Regions from separate parts of the Mus musculus genome. Here all the other regions are linked to region 2. The links are chromatin contacts, called in public ChIA-PET and promoter capture Hi-C maps. All regions are on one chromosome and are shown on one strand. The core of a region is the stretch at or near the end of the contact, and the rest is flanking DNA. Distances in the headings are between cores, read along the strand shown. Region 1 holds the start of Coq10b (coenzyme Q10B). Region 2 holds the start of Pgap1 (post-GPI attachment to proteins 1). Region 3 overlaps Ankrd44 (ankyrin repeat domain 44).

Evidence for each region. ChIA-PET counts read pairs in DNA pulled down with a chosen protein or histone mark. Capture Hi-C pulls out chosen DNA fragments and counts their contacts.
Region 1: a promoter capture Hi-C map of adipose tissue shows a contact between it and region 2, with 2.7 times the contacts expected there. The contact joins the promoter of Coq10b here to the promoter of Pgap1 in region 2. A contact is called at or near these places in 11 of 39 promoter capture datasets (the 3T3-L1 cell line, cranial neural crest, embryonic stem cells and 7 more), 2 of 484 Hi-C or Micro-C datasets (cortical neurons and nephron progenitors), 7 of 115 datasets of contacts at active chromatin or transcription factors (astrocytes, bone marrow-derived macrophages, double positive thymocytes and 4 more) and 3 of 9 other capture datasets (adipose tissue, liver and pancreatic islet).
Region 3: a contact with region 2 is called in an RNA polymerase II ChIA-PET map of memory CD8 T cells, with 44 read pairs. The contact joins the enhancer-like site here to the promoter of Pgap1 in region 2. A contact is called at or near these places in 2 of 39 promoter capture datasets (liver and pre-B cells) and 4 of 115 datasets of contacts at active chromatin or transcription factors (effector CD8 T cells, embryonic hindbrain, forebrain and 1 more).

What each region holds. Positions count from the first base shown.
Region 1 is chr1:55,051,267-55,054,453 of GRCm38.p6, forward strand. It overlaps Coq10b (coenzyme Q10B), which reads left to right and starts at 1,504. Exons shown (of 5, transcript NM_001039710.1): 1 at 1,504-1,724. The coding sequence starts at 1,609.
Region 2 is chr1:54,555,830-54,559,232 of GRCm38.p6, forward strand. Pgap1 (post-GPI attachment to proteins 1) reads right to left here and starts at 1,855. Exons shown (of 27, transcript NM_001163314.2): 1 at 1,605-1,855. The coding sequence starts at 1,751.
Region 3 is chr1:54,840,209-54,843,574 of GRCm38.p6, forward strand. The region is part of intron 1 of Ankrd44 (ankyrin repeat domain 44); the gene reads right to left. Among named protein-coding and RNA genes, the nearest start is that of Ankrd44, 84 kb to the right of the region's middle. Within about 2 kb of position 1,738, at least 94 of the 459 cell types and tissues checked have an H3K27ac peak or open chromatin away from gene starts, as enhancers often do. A contact at or near this core is called in effector CD8 T cells, memory CD8 T cells and pre-B cells, where this site is marked.

The DNA.
Region 1 (3,187 bases), core at 254-2,753, 500 kb after region 2:
CTTAGGGTTTCTATTGGTATGAAGAGACACCATGACCAAAGCAACTTTTTATAAAGGACAACATTTAATTGAGGCTGATTTCAGAGGTTCTGTCCATTATCACGGCACGAAGCATGACAGTGTACAGTCAAACATGTCCTGGAGAAGCCAAGAGTTCTACATCTTGACTCAGAAGCAGGTGGGAAGAGATGCCCTTTTCCAGGCAGCCAGGAGGAGGGTCTCTTCTGCTCTGGCCAAAGCTTAAGCTTTGGACCTCAAAGCTCACTCCTACAGTGACTCACCTCCTCCAACAAGCCCAAACCTACTCCAACAATGCTACACTTCCTAATAGTACCACTTCCCATGGGCTAAGCATATTCAAACCACCACATACAAGTCACATAATTACCCGATAATGCAGTACACATTAGTTCTATCTTCCCTTTTGGAATATGAGCTATGTGAGGAGACAGACTCATTCACACCTCCAACATCTAGTAAGTCTTTCAAAATATATTATTGCCTATGTTTAACCAACAATCTCATTTATTCCTCAAGCTCTGCTAACCAAATGCAGCAGGCAGGATGGCCTACTGGGTAGAACTTGCTGTGCAAGTCTGATGACTCAAATTGAATCTCCAGGAACCCACATAAAGATGGAAGGTGAAGAGGTGACTTCACAAATGTGCCGTCTGACTTTCATAAGCCAAACACACATCACACACGTACATTCATATAGTAATAAAATATAATTCTATTTTTTAAAAAACTGTATTAGAGTCAGTGAGATGGCTAATCATTTAAAAAAAAACAATCGCTATGCAAGCCTGTTAAGTGAGTTCTTATTCCTTAGACCCACATGGGAAGACTCTGACCTTCACATATGCGTTTGTTACGTGTGCCCCTCCCTTATATGTAAGTCAGGACCTCATCCAATCCCTGAATGTGGCAAGCAAAATTGTTGCTTTGTATAGAATGAGAAAAACCTGGATCATAAAGGCAACACTACACCATATCTTGGCCACGTATGAAGAAGGCAGCTAGAACTGACAGGTCACTGGGCCTGTTCGGGGCGGTATGACCCGAAGTTGCTCTCTGAACAACACCTCAGGGTCAGCACAGCAGGTACCGTTTGAGATCGTCAATACACAGTAAAATCTGCCAGGCTCGGCAGCAGGAGCGAAAACACGCTGGGCCAGCGCTGGGTGGGGTGGGTGTGGGAGGCAGTTACATAATTAGCCAGCTCCTGGGCTTTCCTCCCCCGGCAGGGCGGCCCTCACGAGCCGAGCCTCGAGACTCGACCCCAAATAGCTCCAGGAAAAAACCCGGACCGTAGGTGAACCCAGGAGTTCGTCACGAAGATTACATAAGTGGCAGACTCCTGGCAGGAGCAGAGCGTGTCCCGGAGATCCGCGCCCCGATTGGCTGTCCCGAGGCGGCACTGGACACGTGCGTCAGCCTAGCGTCAGCGTGGCGTCATGGGGTTGGGAGGGACTTAGTGGGAAGAGGCGTGTCCAGCTGCTCAGAGGGCTCCCGGATTGGCTGAGAGGCGCAGGAGCCGTCCCTCCAGGCCGGCCTGAGGGCGGCGCCTCGTTCCGGGTGCCCGCGTTGGCTACCGGCTTCACAAAGATGATCATGGCAGCTCGGACCAGTCAGAGGGCCCTGGCGAGGGTGGCATCGGGGTGCCATCCGAAGTCGACCACCGTGACGGAAGCCCCGGCGCGGGGGTCTGCGCGCGACGTCAGGTAGCGAGCGGAGGTTTTCCGGGCGGCGGGTTCGGGACGGGCCTGTGGCCGGGGCGCTGACCCTAGTCGGCTCCGGAGACCCGGGGCGCGGCGCTCGGCCGGCTGGTCTGCGTGCACCTCATATTATCGGGGTGAGTCAGCGACGAGACGGCCGTGGGAGGACGGACAAGCAGCCGGGTCTCCGGCTCCCGCCCTTCCGGTCTCCAAGAGGTGGGCGGCGGCCGTCGGGAAAGTTTAACTGCGCCCGAGAGCGCCGGCTCCCGGGCCGTGGGAGTGCGTGTCCTGGCGGTGAACCGCTTGTCAGACGCTCTCTCACTTGCTGTGGAGTTCTTTGACCCCGGCCACTCAGCGCTTGCAAAATGAAACACAGCCAACAAAGAGGACCTGTTGTTTTTTTCACTACACTGTAACTTTGAGGTCCTGTAACCTTGAAGATGGCTCTGTCCTCGGTTTTCCTGCTTGGTCCTTTAGGTGGAGATGAACCTAGAGACCTGAAGGACACTATAAGTCTACAATGCAGTTTTCTATTACAAATAAGACTGTAATAAAGTATTCTCAAAAATTAAAATTAACTCAGAGTGGCGGCTCACACCTGTAATTTTAGCAATAAAGTCAAGTAAGTATCGCGGTGGGTTCAAGGCCAACCCGAACTACAAAGTGAGCCCCTGTCTCAGGACCAAAAGAAAAGAAAATTGGTATTTGAGATGAATCAATATGTATACATTACAGAGGAGAAAGTCCAACTCTTGCCTGGGTTTCAGAACATTTTGGTTGAATGAAGACTTTAAAATGTCAGCCAAGAGGCCAGGTCTGGTGCTTTGGAGGCCAGCCTGGTCTGTGTAGCTAGTTGCATATCAGCCAGAGCTACAAGGTAAGATTTGTCTCAAAAACAAACAGAAACTAGCAGCCATGCTTCATCTCCAAATCTTACACAAACATGTTGAAACTGTGAAATCGGGTAGTTTATCCTCAAAAGATAGCTTTTCAAGCAGGACATACTGCTTATATTACTGATTAAATGTTGCTTTGCTGCTTATGGTCCGAGGCTCATGCTCAGAAAGTCCATACCAGCCTCAGCCTGGGAAATACCAAGTGACTGGATCTAAAAAAAAAAAAGGCAACAAAAATGGTATATAAATGCATAAAAGTATTACATTATCTTGTGTTCTGGCCTTTAATGTAATATGTTATTTGAGAGAGTAGTTTTGGAATATTAGTGATTACAAAGTCTGTTTTCAATATGTTACAGTACTCACTTGTTAGCTTGACTGTGTATGTAGCTAGTTGTATGGGGCAGTTGAAGGGAGAGGTGCTGGATCTAACCCAGGGCCATGAACATGTCAACCAGCTCTATCATTGAGCTCTCAACCCCTAACGCTTAATAGTGTGTGAAATAGATGTATTGCCCAGAGCAGTATAACCAAATAGGCATACTGATCAGGAAACCTGTTAATTTGTTTTAA
Region 2 (3,403 bases), core at 605-3,104:
AACTCCAAAACAGCAATTTGTACCAAAATAACTACATACCGACAAAAAAAGCCCACTAGCTCTTTTGTCTCAATGACACTAATTTTCTCTTTCTAGTCAATTTCATGAGGCACAAGGCCCATCTGTGAGATCCATATGCTTTGTTCTGAACATGGAGGCAATTTCTACTACTGCAAATATTAAAACAGACCAAATAATTGTGGGAAATCTAAAAATAAATGGAAACTATTGTTCCAAAATGATTTTATTGTAACCACTGAATACAGTACTACACTAAAGCGACCTGCTTCAATATTACCGAGTTTTCAAATTATTAAATCATAGGCAATGAAAGAGAACTAAAATAAACTCTATTTTCAGTTTTTAAAAAAACCCTAAAGTTCTTATTTTTAACTATTAAGATTCTAATGAACATAAGCCAACATCATATCAGTTCATTAGCTTTGGAATTAACACTAACTTGTTAAAAATCTCCAAAAGCATCTGAAATGCAGTGTTCACTTTCCCTCATAACCACTGATGCAAAATCAAGGTAGGAACTCATCTACTAGAAAATATCCATGGGAAAGGATGCTTGCTCCTCAGCAACTTAAACTTCAGTTTTTAAATGTAAATAAGAGAGCATCAAACAGGCTCCCTCTATAAGGACCTGTACACAGACTCAATCCTGATTTTCATTCTTTATCGACAGAAAAAAAAATCTGCTATGATCCTAAAAGTATACTAAGAATGCACCTTATCAAAATGTATTATGCATATTTTATAGGAGTTATTATAATAGATATTCCAAAATTTAGATTCATTTAGAAATCTCAAGAAAAATATCACCAAAGGGAATTTCTCCTGACAGCTGTGTAATTTGTTATCATCTCTTTCTACTGCTGGTCATGAATGAAATTTTAGATTCTACTACGCGGAACAAATGAAGCAATTAATGAAAGCATTCAAATTAGAACAGAGGAGGTGGGGGGGGGCGATGAAAGAGGAGGCAGATCCTGTTAAACCCAGTGAGAAGACAAAATAACACCAGAATGTACATGCAACCGATTATAACAGATATCGTAATCGATTATGCAGGTCACTGACTGTTCAGAGGCATGCGAAAACACAGGTACGCACACTCACACACCCACGGACTCAAAACCTACAGAACAGGTGGATCGGCAAAATTCTCCACCGGAGGAAAACTAGATAGTTTTCAGTTTAATTATTAATCAGGCCAGTCTGTCACTTCACCCAGAGGTAAAACCTCAGAGCCTCTTTTTTAAATCAGCTTTGGCAACTCTGCAAGACGCTGCTTCTTTCCAGAAAAGCGAAATCTGACGCACGCCCATCACTGGGCGCGAAGAGAAATCATCTCCTTGCAAGCAAAGGAGGGTCCGGGAAGTATAAGGATTGGGGAGAGGGACCAGAGCTGGCTCTCTGGCGGTCAGAAGTCGGGGTCCGGAGTCTGGGTGGGGGACGAGGGGTCGCGGAGGCGAGGATGCCCTGCCCAGCACGAAGCAGGAGACTTCGAGTGCCAGGAGAGCTCCGAGTCGGAGCGTTCCATCTGAGCCCGAGAGAAGCCCGGGAGGTGTGGGCGCGCAGGTAAGGGAGGGCCGTACCTGGTACTCGGGGTACTCGAACATGTAGCTCATGCTGCACTTGTTTTCCTCGAAGCCGAAGAAGACATCCCACAGCCCCAGGGTCGCCAGAAACACCATGAAGACATAGAACGCCAGATTCCAGAGGTTGACTGAGTGGAGAAACATGGTGCAGACGAGCGCCTCTACACCAGGAGAAGCTCGGCAGCCTAGACAGAGCGAGGGAAAGACTCCGGTGCCAAGCCGTGCCCAGCTGAGCAGCGCGCGCCTGCGCGGAGCCCGCCAGCACCCCCTCCCCTTCGCCTGCCGCTCAGCGCGCCTGCGCAACTGCGAGCAGCCGGCCCGCGGTGCCGCCCACGGAGGAGGGGGCTGTGGGCGTTTGCAGCGTGAGCGAGATTGTGTGCCTAAAAAATGGAATGAGAAAGCGGAGTGGGCTGGGCTGGAGGGCATGGAGAGAAAAGGGAGGGGGCGAGAGGGGCGGGGGGACGGGGAGTGGAGGAAGAAAGGGAGAGGGGGATGGGAGCGCGGGATCCCAGAGGCAGGAGAGGGAATGGCCGGGTGGGTACCGCAGGAATTGGCCAGGGGCAAGGATAACGCCCTAGAGTCCAGAGACTGTTAGAGATTCAGAGCTAACTGGCCAAGAGAGGCGGCACATCAAAGGCGTGTCAGGTGGCTGTCACGCACACCTTCCCCTGCAACAGTTTCAAACCCCATCCTGTTCAATTTTGAACCATCTCGGGCCTCCGCAATTTCGCTTCAAGGACCAACTAGCTTGATTCCAGAAGAGACAAATGGCTTTCCCCCTTCCTCTTAGACCACCGACTTGGGCCCTGTAGGTAGTAACAACACCTGCTCATTGAAACAAAACACACGACAGTCAAAGGAAATCCTGTTCTTGGTGGAAGCCTTAATCAGACGAAGTCTAAAAAAAAAAAAAACAATATAAAAATACCTACCAACATGATGTTCCCAGTTGGTACCTGCAGGACCAGGTCGGCACTGACTTGAGGTGCTCTCCAAGTCCCCCATGTCTCTGGGGACTGGTTCCACAATGACGTTAGAAGAGAATTTTGCTCAAGCTTCCACTCTTTCTCATAACTTAGTTCATTTTGAAGAATTTCCATTTGTCTTTACACAAAGGAAGGGGTTTTAAAAAAGCAAATTAAACCCATTGATAATACTTGTAACAGCTTCGAAACGCTGAAATGTTATGAGGTGTCAGCCCTTAAAGCTAACCAGACAGCAGATGAGTTTTGTGTGTGTGTGTGTGTGTGTGTGTGTGTGTGCGTGTGTGTGTGCACGTGCGTGCGTGCTGCTAACTTCAGAATTTTACTTAGAATGATCTTTGGCACTGACTCAATTTTATTTTATTAGATTAATTTTCTAGCAAATATTTTGAGGAAAGCTGGATAGGATGCATGAAATCAAAGAATTTCAAGACCGAAAAGGAAGCTAATTGTTTATCTTATACAAAACCCTGCTATTCACATCAAGAAGCTACAATCCAAAGGTAAAAGGGTAACAATTTTTTTAACCCTAGACAGAAACACTTGGATATCTAAGCAAATACACCTAGCTACAAGATACGGACTATTTGTAAAGAGAGGACTGGGAAAATGGACTGGTGAGCTGCTTTGAGGTATGGAGGTAGATTTGGAAGGGCCAGGAAAGTCTGGGTAATACTGAGTAGCAGGGCAATAGTTAGCTAATAAGCATTTAAGGCATACCATGTATGTTTTGGATGTTGTGGTGTGCCCCTTGGTATAGGAGTTATTTGTCCTATGCTGTGATGATACCCTGGGACAAACAACTTAAGGAAA
Region 3 (3,366 bases), core at 488-2,987, 280 kb after region 2:
CTTTATTTCTCTAACTACAATCCACCCAGGTACTGATAAGGGATGTTTTCAAAACATGACTCAAGTGCATTCTGACAACCACACTCAGTCCTGGTCCACAGTGATTTACTAAGCATATGAAACTTGCCATCCTTCCCTTGAGAGCTCTAACACGTAACAGGAAGCACACAGCATATGTAACATGAATGAGAGAGAAACTGTGTCTGGCCCTCTGGAAGATGCAGCCTTTGAATTAAGGACTGGAGGTTGGTGAGGGTTTAAAAAGATGGGGTGTCAGTGGAAAGAGAGCAAGCACCTTCACGCTTTGAAGGGTGTGAGTAGAAGGAACAGTTTTCTCCATGGTGAACATGGGTGAATGGATGGAGGGAAAGAAGTCAGTGGGGTAAGATCACAGAAGCTGAGGATAAAGCTGCCTATTACATTTGGACTCTCTTCTGTAGAATTGGCAAGCTGTAATCTGTTTTTGCAGGGGGAGGGTGACTTGAGAGTTGAGTTTGGGGGGCTGGAGAGGCACCTCAGTGAGAACTGCAGATCTTATAGAGGACCCACATTTGATTCTCAGCTCCTTCATCACACAGTTCACAGTTGTCTATACCTCCAGCTCCAAGGGAACCAACACCCTTCTCTGGCATCCATGGACACTGTATGAACATTGTGCACATACATGTAAGCAGGTGCATGCACATAAAAACAAAGTGTTTCATGAAAAAGAAAAGAAGAAAAAAAAGAAAAAGAAAAAGAAGAACTGTAGAGCCAGGCATGGTGTAGCACATACCTATAATCTCAGCACTTGGAAAGTAAAGGCAAAGGATTGGGAGTTCAAAGTTATCCTCAGCTAATAGATAAGTTAAAGTCCAGCCTGAGCTACACGAGACCCTGTCTTAGATATAGCTGTCTCCTGAGAGGCTCTGCCAGTGCCTGAAAAATACAGAAGTGGATGCTCACAGCCATCCATTGGATGGAGCACAGGGTCCCCAATGAAGGAGCTAGAGAAAGAACCCAAGGAGCTGAAGGGGTTTGCAGCCCCCTAGGAGGAACAACAATATGAACTAACCAGTACCCCCAGAGCACCAACCAAAGAAAACACACGGTGGGACTCATGGCCCTAGCTACACATGTAGCAGAGGATGGCCTAGTCAGTCATCAATGGGAGGAGGGGCCCTTGGTCCTGTGAACGTTCTATGCCCCAGTATAGGAGACTGTCAGGGCCAGGAAGCAAGAGTGGGTGTGTTGGGGAGCAGGGGGAGGAGGGCAAGGGATAGGGAGTTTTCAGAGGGGAAACTAGGAAAGGGAATAACATTTGAAATGTAAATAAAGAAAATACCTAATAAAAATTAATAGAATGCTTATTAATTTAAAAAAAAGAGTTGTTTTTTTTTCCAAATAATAAGCCTCGTAGTAGATTGTGTAAAAGCTAAGAGAAATGTGACACAAGGGAGAAGATGACAGTACCAGTTTAGGAGAGAGCTCTCAGGGATGGGTATTCCTCAACTATGCAAGGAAACAGGGTCTCTGTGACCAGTCTGCAATCTAAAGGGTACATGTGCTCTCCACACCTTTAGATTGGTCTGAGCAGCCCACTCCATTGGAGCTGCCTAAAGACTCTCACTGACTGGGCAGAGTGCAGGGCTCTCTGCAGCAGCCAGCCCAGGCACCAGCAGGAGGTTGCTGGAGGAGTGTAGTAGAGCTGTGATCCTCTTTGCTGGGGAAAGCCAGTTGCTAGCTGTGCGATGCTCCCTTGACAGAGACCGGAAGTTGCAGGGCCTCTGAAGGTAGCACATCCCACATCTGCAGGACCTGTTACTCATCCGCAGCACGACCACAAGATCACAGCCTGGTGCTTCCGGTTTGAGTACTGCTTGCTCAGTCCAGGTCTCACTAACAGAGGAGGATCTCCTTGTGCTATGAGCTAAATGAAGAACAGCAGCAAATGTGTAGTACCTTTCTCTATATTTAGTTCCCAACTCAAAACTTAGAAGATACCTTTTTTTTTTCAATCATGCAGTTTCAAAACCAGAAAAAAATGACAAGGGGGCATCAAACCCTTATGCATTGTCTCTTTGTCTTGTGTTTGCTAGGTTATATCTTAAGTAATTTTTTACTACAACAATACAAAGTCAGGTAAAGAAAACCTTGATAACCATTCCTATCACCCATAATAATAGACTAATATATACTCTTTGACACATTTCCTGGATGCTGCTGTTGAACACAAAAATACCAATACATAAGATATTGAGTTATCACTAAAGTGGGCTCTTACTACATCCCTCTCTTAAAACCTGTAAGAACAACAACATACTGTGGTTATCTCCCAGTTAAGCTACAGGATTACCTAATTTCTTTACAGGGATATAGTGTTCTAGAAATACAGACATATTGTAACATAGCCTGGCCATGTGTTGCACAAAGAAGAGCTACAGAGCTGAAAGCATTTTATGAATGCCTATGGTATGCTATTTTTATAAAATACACAAAAGAAATGTATATTGTAGTCCATTCCTCGGAGAATGCCCAATAGAGTTGGGCAAATAAGGATGCCCCATGTAGACAACACAAATGTGCAAGATGGTACTCCAGAGTTCCCCAGACCCGAGGCAAGAGCTGCCAGGTTTCCCTCTGCACCAAGATAGACTGCAGAGAGCTCAGAGGGCTCTCCTCTGTTCAACCATCCCAGAAGTCTTGTTTAACTGACCAGGACAGCACAGGAGTCAGCCTAGGGAGGAGGCATCACTTGAACAAGACCTAGATAGGGGCTAGGGCACACAAAAGAGGGGGAAGGTGTTTGACAAATGAACGACAGCACCAGGCTGCTGTTCAACATGTGTTCATGTGGCGTGACGACCAGGGGTCCCTGGGTTTCTGAGCACTTTCCTCTCCCATGCCCCTCATCTCTACACAGCTCCTTAAAGATGTAAAGGAATCCAGGCTTAGGCACCCACAGCATTACCCTGAGAGTGATTTAATGTGGGATTTCAGGCAGCGTAAGCTTGGGACTGTCCCCTGGGTCCTTTTGTCCCATCATTCCTGTGTTTACTGCTGAGCAGCATGCATGTAAACACATGTGCTCACTCACACATATGGCTGTGAGCAATCATTCACACTGTCCCCCTCCATCTGGAAAACAGCATGAATAACGTGGAGAAAGAAAGTAGCGCTGAAGCTTAAGCAGTTAAGATTTAACAAAATCATCAAGTCTGCTTGCTTGCTTGCTTGCTTGCTTGCTTGCTTGCTTGCTTGCTTGCTTGCTTGCTTGCTTGCTTTTGAGATAGTCCCATGTAGGCAGCCCAGGTGGCCTCAAACTTAAGTAGCTGAAGCTGGCCTTGAACTCCTACTCCTTCTGCAGCCACCTCCCCAGTGCTGGGA